Regions from separate parts of the Rattus norvegicus genome. Here region 1 is linked to region 2. Evidence: chromatin contacts called from public Hi-C data. All regions are on one chromosome and are shown on one strand. Each heading gives the region's core, a stretch centred on a gene start, on an enhancer-like site or on the middle of the called end of the contact. The rest is flanking DNA. Distances are from core to core; before and after follow the strand shown. Region 1 overlaps LOC102551951 (a long non-coding RNA gene). Region 2 holds the start of Disp3 (dispatched RND transporter family member 3).

Evidence for each region. Hi-C and Micro-C count contacts between places; a contact is called where the count stands out from the background.
Region 1: a contact with region 2 is called in a Hi-C map of frontal cortex, with 2.8 times the contacts expected there. The contact joins the enhancer-like site here to the promoter of Disp3 in region 2. A contact is called at or near these places in 2 of 12 Hi-C or Micro-C datasets (the A7r5 cell line and frontal cortex).

Annotation. Positions count from the first base shown.
Region 1 is chr5:164,075,753-164,081,602 of GRCr8, forward strand. LOC102551951 (a long non-coding RNA gene) reads left to right here. Exons shown (of 4, transcript XR_354416.5): 2 at 1,153-1,282. Among named protein-coding and RNA genes, the nearest start is that of Disp3, 75 kb to the left of the region's middle. Within about 2 kb of position 1,454, at least 15 of the 93 cell types and tissues checked have an H3K27ac peak or open chromatin away from gene starts, as enhancers often do.
Region 2 is chr5:164,000,007-164,005,863 of GRCr8, forward strand. Disp3 (dispatched RND transporter family member 3) reads right to left here and starts at 3,944. Exons shown (of 21, transcript NM_001107992.2): 1 at 3,738-3,944.

The DNA of each region.
Region 1 (5,850 bases), core at 204-2,703, 73 kb after region 2:
GAGGAGGAGGAGAAAAAAATCGGGGCCCCGGAAGGTTGAAATACAACTTCCTGTAATGGCTTCTTATCTCAAGGTTAATTTCATTGACTCCCCTGACTCCGTCCAATGGTCCCTTGTACTTAGAACGCAGCTTCTAGGTGAGCCATGCTCACTGTTAACACACGGGGACTCCCGGTCACCATGCCCTTCTCAGTTCTCGGTTACTGAGTTATTTATAGTGAGAGATGGGCAAAGGAGAGGACAGGGACAGGTTGTACGTGTCTGTGGCCCAGGTGCTTGGGATGCTGAAACAGGGGGGTTTCTAGTTTGAAGCAAGTTTGTAGCTAGTTTGAAGCAGTAAGATGCTGTCTCAGAAAGAAAAAAGTGGAGGCTGTTAGAGAGACAGCTCAGTGGTGAGGAGCACTTGTTGCTCTTGCAGAGGGCCTGAGTTTGGGTGCCCAGCACCCACATAATGGCTCATAACCACCCATAATTCCAGTTCCTGGTGACACCCTCTCTAAATGCATCAGGCACCAGACACATGTAGCACACATACATACTATATACATTCATACATACATACAGTCACAACACCCATACACATGAACTAAACTAAACTAAAATATAAACACAGGGAGTTGAGGGCCTAAAGAATGACAAAAGACACCCCACATAGTCTCCCTGCCCACAGTCCATGGTACCCATCCTACTTTTTCCTCCAGTTGACTAAGTCAATGACTCGTGCTATGGTGACTCTTTCCTGGCCTTCTGGCCTTTTGGTACAAAGCAGCACAGCCAGGTGGCAAGGATAGGTTACAGTTGAATGAGAGATTCGCTCTGTATCCTGGTGAAAACATCCCTGCCTGGCAACCAGAGGAGGCCTTAACATGCACCCGAGATGCTAAGAACAATATTCCGCACCAGGTAACAACCATTCATTTGTGTGAGGACGTGTCCTCGACCCCCCGTGCTCACCAAGTGTCATCCCGAAGCTCTCTCTAGCTGGCTGAACCTGGCTCCACAGCTCCCGGGCCCCGTGTGAAAGCTATTTTTCAAACACTGCATAATTTTGCACTCCAGATGGCAGGGCCTTGTTCCAGAACCCTGGGGATCTGTGTTGCCACTCTCCTCTTGGTGCTTGCCATAAATTCATAGTGTCTTTTCCCACCACAGATCCATCTGTCCCCTAGATCTGCTGAGTCACGTGACCCTAGCTGCTCACTGCTTGTCCTCGGTCTGGAGCTGCTGTAGAACCCTCTCTGCCTGGGGCCATCTCGAAGAGGCCAGCCCTCCATGTCACCTGGTAAGATGGCACGAATGGAGAAGCCATTGTCAAGTGTGTGGCATCTTGACCATGGGAGCCCCTGAGGCCTGTCTGATGGGGGTTTCCTTCTGATGTGGGAGAGGTGTGAGGTGGAGTGGATTTGGAGCCACTCAGGAGACACGCCTCTCCGTATGTCTGTGTGGGGAGTGTTTCCAGAGAAGTCTGAGTGAGGCAGGAAGACCTACACCAGAGATTGGCAGCACCGTGCTGTGGACTCATCCTGTGGGCTTGGGTTCTAAGTAAAAAGCCATTGGAGGGGCTGGAGAGATGGCTCAGTGGTTAAGAGCACCCGACTGCTCTTCCAGAGGTCATGAGTTCAATTCCCAGCAACCACATGGTGGCTCACAACCATCTGTAAAGAGATTTGATGCCCTCTTCTGGTGTATCTGAAGACAAGCTACAGTGTACTTATATAGAATAAATATAATAAATCTTTAAAAAAAAAAAAAGCCATTGGAGAAGGTGAACTTCAGACACAGTGTAGCCAGCCGCCTTAGGCTCCTGCTGCTGCCCTTCCTCTGTGTCCACTCCCAAATGTGAGCCAAAAATAACTAACCTTCCCCTCCCTCCCTCCCTCCCTCCCTCCCTCCTTCCTTCCCTCCCTCCTTCCCTCCTTCCTTTTCTTTCTCTTTCCCTGACTCCCTCTCTTCCTCCCTTCCTTCCCTTTTTCCTTCTCCCTCCCTCCCCCTTTCTCCTCCCTTTTCTTCCCCTCTTTTCTTCCCTCCCTCCCTTCTTCCCTCCCTCCCTCTCTTCCCTGTCTCCCTCTCTTCCTCCCTTCCTTCCCTCCCTCCTTTCCCCTGACTCCCTTCCCCCTGCCTCCCTTTCCCCTCCCTCTCCCCTCCTTCCCTTTTCCCTCTCCCTCTCTCCTCCCTCCCTCTATCCCTCCCTTCCCTCCCTCCCTTTCTCCCTCTCCATCCTTCCCCTCCCTCTCCCCTCCCTCCCTCCCTCTCCCCTCCCTCCTCCCTCTATCCCTCCCTTCCCTCTCTTCCCCCTCCCTCTCTCCCCCTCCCTCCCTCCCTCTCCATCCTTCCCCCTCTCCTCCCCTCCCTCCTCCTTCCTTCCTTGCTTCTGTCAGGCATTTTGTCGCCACAACAAATAACTAATCCGTCACACATTGCCAGATGCTGCAGCTGAGAATCAGCCTCACATCCCTCTGTGACACAGGATGGCAGAGTCAGGATGCACATATGACAGATCTGTGCACGTAAACATACTAACATGGTGTCTTCTCCCGCCCCAGTTTGTTGGTCCCTCGTGAACTGCTCTGGATCACTCGTAACAGAGACTGGAAAAGTGGAGTGTTTGCTAGATCAGGAGGCAGATGTGTGCGTTCCTGTGCGGAGGGCCCTGGCGCAGATGCCGCGTGCACTGCCGCTGTGATAACTGCCCGAGCCCTGCATCTACGGACATCTACTACTCACATGTTCTAGAACACACCTGGGGAGCTCTGTAGGACCCAAACCAGAGAACTGGTAACTCGAGGTCTGCCACCCACACACCTCGGAGCCTTAATGGAGGTGCTCATTTCCGCCGCCACCAGAGGTGACACTGGTTGGTGTTACCTGATGACTTTTTTCCTGAGGGTACTTAACATCTATTTATTTACTCCAGAAAGGGAACCCACAGCAGACCAAAGCAATGAGCAGACCACAATCCAACTTGGTGAGCCAATAGTTTACTGGGGTTACTGACAGGGGTATGGCTCAGAGGCCAGCGACAGAAACAGGGATGACTTGGAAGCAGCAGCACCACTGGAAAGCCCACTCCAGGATGGGAGACAACTTGAAAAGGCTCCCAGAGTCCTCCCTGCAGGTAGCCCCACATCTGAGAAAACCTCTCAGATCCACCCAGCAGTCTCCTCCCGCACCCCAGCCTACTTGTCCATGAAGCTGGAGCAAGGGGAGGGGGGAAGGGGTGAGAATCCTTCCAGTTTCCGATTTCCCATACAAATTGTCTTTTTGTTTATCTCAACCGAGCCTCCCGCTCCCTTCTGAAGGGAATGTTTCAATTCAGAGGAAATAGCCATAAACCAATTGGCTTGGTGTTTTGTTTTGAGCTGGGCCTGGCTGACACCAGAATTCTACTCTGAGCCAGGGAATAGAGTGGGCTATGGAACTCTATGGAGATGCAGAGGCTCAAAGCTTGAGCAGTGCTGTTTTTCTCCTCAGGCTCCCATCTGCCGCTCCTCCAACTGGAAGCCATGATAACACCCAGATCCTTGTGTGTCAGCACCATCTATCTTGGACCCTGCACCCAACAGTCTCTGGTTAACAGTCTCTGGCTATTTGTCCTTTAATGGGGATACAGTGACCCCAGTAAGTGGCAGTGGGTCTCTTTAGAAATGAATACCTGGGGTGTCAGTGCCAAAGATAAAGTGTTTCAGTGACTTTGGGGGTGAGTGGCTTCCCTTTTGAAGAGTCTGGCTCTGCGCTCTACCTCAGGAGAGAACCATGTCCTTTTCTTGAGGCAATGTCTGTCTTCAGACTCTGATTATCCATTGAATTCCTCTGGCTGTGTAAATTGCACAGTATCCTTGTCAGCTGCTCCCCTATCTTGCCCTACGAACTAGGTAAGCGTTTGCAGAGCCTTCTGCAGACTCCCCATCTGACGCTTGACCTCATTCAGAACAGTAATCTTCCCCACCTTGCTCCTGATTTCAAGTTCCACCCAGGGGTGGCATTATCTCAGGCTCCCCTCTTCCCTGTCGCTACTGGGGAAGCCAGTTCAGTCACAGAATCTCTTCTTGCCGGCCTTGACTTCTAGAGGTCAGCCACCGAGGAACTTCTGAACCACGCTGTCGAGCCTCTCACCAGCCCATGAGAAATGCACCATCCCCTGCTGTCCCTGGAGTCCATTAGCAATTGGAGGTTCTGTCATTTCTTTTTTTTTTTTTTTTTTTTTTTGGTTCTTTTTTTTTTCAGAGCTGGGGACCGAACCCAGGGCCTTGCGCTTCCTAGGCAAGCGCTCTACCACTGAGCTAAATCCCCAACCCCGGTTCTGGCATTTCTTGTTCGCCCGAGCGAGCCCTGCCTGGCTTTTTCCAAGTTTCCAAGTGTCATTTTAACAGCGGGTGAGCACCCTCCCTGGCATCCTTGCCAAGATATGGAGTTCGGTATCCTGGGCTTACGGTGGAATTCTCCTTCTCCAACTTCACACTGCACTGCCTCCGACCTTAGGACCTTTGTGATCTGGCCCCATGCGCACTCTTCAGATCTCTGCCAGTCACAGCAGCCTCCTTGGCACACCATCTGTTTTGTGACCCTTCCCTGTGGAGATGTTGAACAAGCCTCTGCTCCCCACAGGCTGGGCGCTAAGGAAAGATCAAAGTAGCAATTGCTGCAAAGTTCAACTTGGAGAACCTAAGTGAGTTTGTTGGGGTCACTTAAGGTCATGAACAAGGGCTACTTACAGGAGCATGGGTGACCCCAGAGCAGCGGCATCACGAGAAGTCCCAACCAAGCGTGGATGAGCCTTCCACAGTCTATATGCTAGCACCTCCAAGATCTCAAGGCTATAAACCATTTGGGGAAAATTACATATTGCTGGGAAGAATGGCTAGAACCCCGGGCGATGATCTCCTCAGTCTCCCAATCTGTCCTGTTAAGGAGCGTCCACGGACCTGATTTGAGGGTCTCTTGAGCGTTGTCATGGCAACCCTGATGAAGATGGCAGTGATCCTCATGCTCGTGGGGACCGCATCCTCCAGCATCATCCTTTACTTCCCTTAGTTGCAAACACAATCCTATACTGACCTCACTCAAGGCAGGGGTCCGTCTTACGGCAGACTCCTTCTGTTTGGCAAGCCTGAGGCACCGCCAAGCACCTCTAGCCAGGAATGGGCCAAGTCTGTGAAGTCGGAGGGCTGATGAGGGTGGAGGGATTGGAGACTGTCACGTGTGCGCACCGAGACGTCCCCACGCATGTGCCAACGATCGGCATCCCTCTCTCACCCACGGCTCTGACCCATGATAAGCAGCAAGCTTGCTGGAGGTTAGACCGCAAGCCTTCTGATTAAATTCCAGGTCTGCTTCTCTGCCTCCTCTGGCCTGGAGTCACAAGAGCTGAGGGTCTCTTACCGCACGAAGTCCAGGAGGCCCTGTGGGTTTTACACTGTACCTCCATGGGTGCCAATACCACCCCAGCCTGTCCTGATCCTTCTCCGAGATGCTAGGGACCCTCTGGCCATAGCTCTATGACTGTGTAGTATTTACAATGATTCGTCCACACCTGTCAAATGCTTGTCCATGTCAGCCAGTGCATCTGCTCCCATAACCTCTTTTCTTTTTTTTTTTTTCCCCCGGAGCTGGGGACTGAACCCAGGGCCTTGCGCTTGCTAGGCAAGTGCTCTACCACTGAGCTAAATCCCCAACCCCTCCCATAACCTCTTAATCTCAGTTTACCTCAGCTCTGTTTTTACCCATGTGTTGATGCCATGTGATAAGATTCTCCGTATTTCCTCTACCACAAGGGACAGGCTTCTGGTTACAGAAAACCAGTGGGTCAGGGGCCCCAAACAAACCAACAAACACTCATCTCAATTGGTTTCT
Region 2 (5,857 bases), core at 2,694-5,193:
TCTCTTGACGGAACGTAGTAAATAAACACGAAAGAAATAACTACGACAGCGCAGAATCCTGGGCACGGAGGAGACTTCTGCGTCATTCAGATCAAAATTTGGTCCTGTCTGGTATGGCGGCGCACACCTTTAATCTCAGCACTCGGGAGGCAGAGGCAGGAAGAGTCCAACTTGGACTCTTCAGGTCGTGAGGTCTCAGGATAGACTCTCTGTTTTCTTTTTCCCACGAATCCCCTGAGGATAATGACCCCATGCCTCGAGAAGCTTAAATACGACCACATGTTTATGTGCTTCCTGCCTGATAGGCGGCAGGCATCCAACCAGCCACTGCTGTTAAGGTGCTGCCATTGCCAGCCTCTCATGGTAAACAGGGGACGTGAGGCCATCAGCCTTGCATGTCCCTTCCCAGTGAGCTAGTGACTAACCCTCAGGAACCTATCAACTACCATCCCCTTCCTGGAACCTTCCAGCCAGGGCAGCCGGTGTCGAGTGTGGCCTGTGGTTTCCCAGTGTGGGGAACAAGCTGGCTGGGAAGAGTCCCCTGGCTTCCCTGGACTGGAACGGTACCGTCCCTGCCTCTGGCCTTTGTTGAGCAGCTGGAGCTCGTGCTGCACTGCCTGCCCGTGAAACGAGACTCGTGGAAAACATGCGTATTTGCGACTGGGTGCGTGTTTCTATTCCGGGCTGCTGCTGTTCTCTTTATTTATTTTCCCCGGGATATTGGTGCTCTGGAATCCAGCTTTGGAGGGTGTTTTGACAGACTTTGACGCCTCTCATGCTCCACAGGCAGAAACAGGCTCCCGTGGTGGGGAGGGTGGGCAGTGAGAGAGAGAGAGGGTTTCAAATGACAAGCCCCTTGGCTCCCTCGCTCGCTGAGCTAGGACAGGGACAGTGGTGGTCACACTTGAGCATGCTGGAAAGGGAACACTGAGGGGGGTACTGGTGAGAGGATGATTTCAAAGGGGAGGAACTAGAGATAGAGAGACAAGCTTCCAATTAAAATCCAGCGGCTATCAGTTATCAACCAGGACTGTTACGATCAGTTCCTATGCCATTGTTGTGACCATCATCTTGGGGTGACTATATACAACCAATAGTTGGTTGGTGGTTCCCTTGGGGGAGCCCACCATATCTCTAGGCACCTCGATTTGCAGCCCTCAAATCAGGATTCTGTGAGAAACAGCTTAGTCAAATGGTGCTGAGGCCTGTCCTCCCTCAGTGCACACACAGATCAAGACCAGCCTGCTTGGTTGAGTCCTAGAGACTTGAGGCTGTTGGTGATATATCTTGGACAGTCCCTTCTGTGAAACCATGTGTCTGGGGACAAGGACCGTCAACCTAGCAACTCCATCTGCCTTTCTGGCCAGGTGTGCCAGAAAGGGGGGAGGGGGGTCCTCATCACCAGAAGCGAGGACTTCATCAGTGCCTGCCTCCATGGAAACTGGGCCTGAGCTGTGTGATGTAAGAAAATTACTTGGCATCTCTGGTCCTATTAAGAAAATGAACTGAGCATCCCTCACTTGGGAGTAGGGTGTCTTTAGCAGAAGTGAGGGATTCTCAGGAAGCAGCGGGAAGCACCATAACCTTTGTGAGTTACAACCATGGTTTCAATCCTGTGCAAGTCAGGACATTCACTATAGAGTGAACATTCTTCACGATCACATCCGAAAAGCAATCTCACGGGCAACCCTGCCCATTTACAACAGAAAGCCCAAAGCCAGAGTATGGCGAGAGTCTATCCAGGGGAGCACGGGGCACCTGTGACCAATTAAAACCAGGGACTAGGAATCTCTGTTTCAGGCTCATTTCTCCCTCTACTATAAGGATTTTCTCAAGCCTTTTCAGGATTTTAAAGGCAGTCTCAAAGGGCAAGCTGAGGCCTGGGTCTGGATCCCTTCAAACGACAGCTCTGGAGGAGGGGGGAGGGATGACTGAGGCTTCCCGTGACCCCAGAACTGTCCCGCTCACCAGGTTCAGGGGCCCCTTGAGACACTTTTCTGAGGCTCTGACCCTGAAAAATTTCCCAAGATTGTCAGTAAAAGCTGCTGAAGCTATTGAGGAGAGAGAGAGGCAAATACTCGAAGAGACAGGAATGGGTGAATGGAAACTGCAGCCGAGGAAGCAAGCCAGAGTCTGTGCCCCAAGGGCCAGTGGTACCAGCACGGGTAGCAGAGTGCAGACCACATCAGTCTCCAGTGAAGGGAAGTCAGGAAAAAAGACGAAGACAGTCAGAAAAGATGATGGACGGGAAGCACTAGAGGGTGTGCAGTTGAAAGATAACCCTGGGAAGGAGAACAGCCAACAAAGAGTGCTAGCAAAGACTGCAGACCCTGAAGGGAGAAGATATGCCAGGAAGAGGCTTGAGCGGGCATGGGGGTGGAGAGTCCGAAATGGACACTGAGCTTCCAACCAAGACTGTGAGGCGCCTGCCTGCCTGGCTGGGTTGCTGCCCGGAGCTTCCTTTGAGCCTAACAGCTGCTTCTAGGTCTGCAGTAGAAGGGGGAGGGGGGGCTGATCGAGACTGTGTGTTCGTGTGTGTACCCACAGCCTGAGTCCCTGTATACCGTGAGGTATCAGTGCGGGGTCCTAGGCAGCGGTCTCTGGAGTCTGGGGGTTTTGAGCATCCTCCAGCGAGAGCGAACGTTGAGTGGGATGAGTCCTGGCCCACGAACTGGGGCTTGTGGGAAGACGAGGCTTGTCCACGTGGGTGTGAATCCTGGGTCTCTGTGTGCATTGTGTGAGCCTATGAGCCACGATATAGGAATATATTTACCAGAAAGGAGTGTGAATTTGTGAGTGGAGTGTTCGTGAGTGCTCTATATCAAGTGCGTGCGTGTGCTTCATTCCTGCGTATGGATGGTGCTTGGGGCTGTAGGCTTCAGTGCGCTGTCCGCGGTACTGACCTAGAGTGCAACCAGACTAGGACTCGCACCCAGACTCAGGAAGCATCCGTGGACCGAACAGAGGTGGGACAGAGGAAGACTCCAGGGAGGCGTCTCCCAAGGGAGTTGGGAAAAGTTCTCCCAGCGGCAGGGCTGGCCATCCGGACTCGCCGCCACTCGTGCTGGTAATCTTTCCCCGACTGTGCTCCACGGCTGCTCAGATGCCAACCCCATCACAGTCCTTACGGATGTTCTGGGCTGACCCAAGGATCCTCTAGCGCTCCGCTTCCATCGCCTGCCGGAGCCCCAGAGGTCCTGGCACCCAGCGGCACCTGCAGCGGGTTAGCCGCAACCCAAGACTCAAAGAACGTCCCGCCAAGCGCGTGAGTGCGCTCAAGTAGGGGGCAACTATAGAGGCTGTAGCTTTCCTGTCCCCTCCCTCTTCTGAAGCCTAGCGGACAGCGGATTTGGGATGGCTTCAGGCTGACACTCAACTTTTATGGACCCAGACAGACACCCACTGGGACGAGCAGGGATGAGCAGGAGATAGGGAACCAGGATGATTCTGGACATTAAACGCGCTCCCGCAGACCGAGGCTGCAGCTGGTCCCCAACGCGTTGATGCAAGCCTCAGGGGCGCAGGGACAAGCTCTGAGATGGGAACTCTGTCCCCATCAGCCGGCTTTCCTGGGCGTTGAGGCCCTTGCCCGGGGTGGCCTGAGAACGAGAGAACTTCCCGCACTTCCCCCGCCTCCTCCCCGCGCAGGCTGGGGCACGTGTGGCGCGTTAGACCCTTCACCTCTTCGGAGCAGCGCATCCCCAGTCCCGATGGCGACCAGCGGCCGTCACACTCACCTCGCTGTCCGAGACGAGCTAGGCTGATACACGGGTGCCTCAGGGGTTAAGGGACTTCGACCACCCCGCTTCGAACACTTGTCCCTTGTAGGGAATTTCAGAAGGAAAGGTCCTCAGAGCTATAGGAGGCCAACGGCCCCCAAGCTCCGCTCGCCGGCGTGCAGACCACGGCCAGGTCCGTGACAACTACGTCCCCAGCGCGCACGCGAAGCACTCGGCGCCGCCGCCGCCTTTTATCTGCCGCCCGCCTTTGTTTGGGTCCCGGTTCCTACCACGGGGTGCGGGGGTGTCCCGGGCAGCCTCTGGAGTCGCGCCGCCCCACGGCTACTGGCGCCTCCAGCATCAGCGCCTGCGGGCTCTGCGTCACCGTCCGGCTAGGGCTTGCGCTCCGCCGCGCGCTGCTGTCTCCCGGTCCCGCCGCCAGGCGCCGCCCTGGCTACCTCTCCCCCTGCGGGAGCTGCGTGGTGGTACAGCCAGCTCCCCGAGTTGGCGAGCAGGGACAGAGCATAGCGCAGCGACCCCTGGGGGTCAGTCTTAGTCACTGCAAACGGACCTGACCATACCCGCTACTGGCCCCCTAGATTTCCGGGTGCCCAGGTCTCTCCCAGGCGTGCGCTCCGGCTGGCGGCTCTCAGCCCCATCTGCCCAGCCTTGGCACCTCACCAGCTTGCTGGACACTTGAGGGCATCCCCGGGTGCCCTCCGGAGGTGGCTGCCAAGCCCAGGCGCCTGGCATCATCTCTTCCTCCCTCCTCTATTCACCTCTCTGGCAGCAAAGCCCAGAGCCCTGCCAGCCCCTGGACCAGGCACTCGTCCAGCAAAGCACAAGGTCCGCCTGACACCCCCTGCTGAAAAGATACCCAAAGAAGAAAGGACCTAGAAACCAAGGCTATCTCCAGCTTCATTTCTCTTTCAGTGCTCCAAAGGCATTGGCCTTGATGTCACCCAAGGAGAGCCAAGGGAACCCTCAAACGGACCTGGCGCCAGCCTCCTGCTGCAGGTGGGACGCCACTGCCGGCTAAGAGGTCACCCAGGTGATTATGACACGAGTCAAGAATGCGAACTTTTGGAGAACCAGGAAGATAAAAAAAACAAGTGAGCTACAATCTTGGCCCTCAAGGAGACCCCATTTTATATGAGAGAATGCAGGATCATTATGAAATAAAAATATCAAAAGTCCCACACCTAACTCTTTGCTGTGTAGCCCATCGGTATTCTTGAAAGAGGAAACCTAGGGGCCTGCGAAATGGCTTAGCAGGTGTTTGCTGCCAAGCCTGACAACCCAAGTTGGATCCCCAGGGCAAACCCACTTCTGTGTCCTGTCTTCTGGCCTCTACTCATGCACTGTGGTACACATGTAAATCCCCTCCAAGCATACATACTGTAAATAATTAAGCTTTGATTAAGAAGACAAAGTGGGAGTTCTCTGAACCCCTCTCACTTCGGGGTTCTGCAGTAAAATCCTGGTGTCGCTCACTTGCAACATCCAGTTAGCTTTTCTGGACACAATCCCTGGGGACTGCACTCACAGGCTGTCTGCCAGGTGGATATTTAGGTGCTTATGATCCTGGCTGCCCCAGAATTCATCTGTGCAGATGTGAATGACCAGAACCAATGTTCCTGCCCTGACATTCTTGTCCCTGCACCACATGCTCTGAAATGGTTGTCAGGGGGACACACTGGCCAGCCATCAAATCTGTCTGAAGATATGTAGTGAATTCATACCACCGTGAAGACATTTGGATTATGGAGTGCTCCTGGCAGGAAGGATCCAAGAGAGGGAGAGAGAGAAGACAGATGCATGGACAGACAGACAGAGACTAAAGCCTAAAATGGAGGTTATGTATATTGCCGTCACAAGAGCAGAAGCCAAATGTGGTACTCTAGGTAGAACAGCCTTGCAGTGCCTTACAAATGTCCAGCTCCACATAACATATCCCAGGGGAAGGCAGAGAAAGAGCAGCCATGGGGGAGGGAGGGAGGGAGGAGAACCAGGGAAATATTTGTTTCTAAGGGAGCAATGGGAGACACAAAGTGTGTTCCCATGCCCAGCGGAGAGCAGAGGCTGCTTTTCTTGGTGAATGGCTTGGTATTTTTTCAGTTTGTTTCAAGGAACCTCCT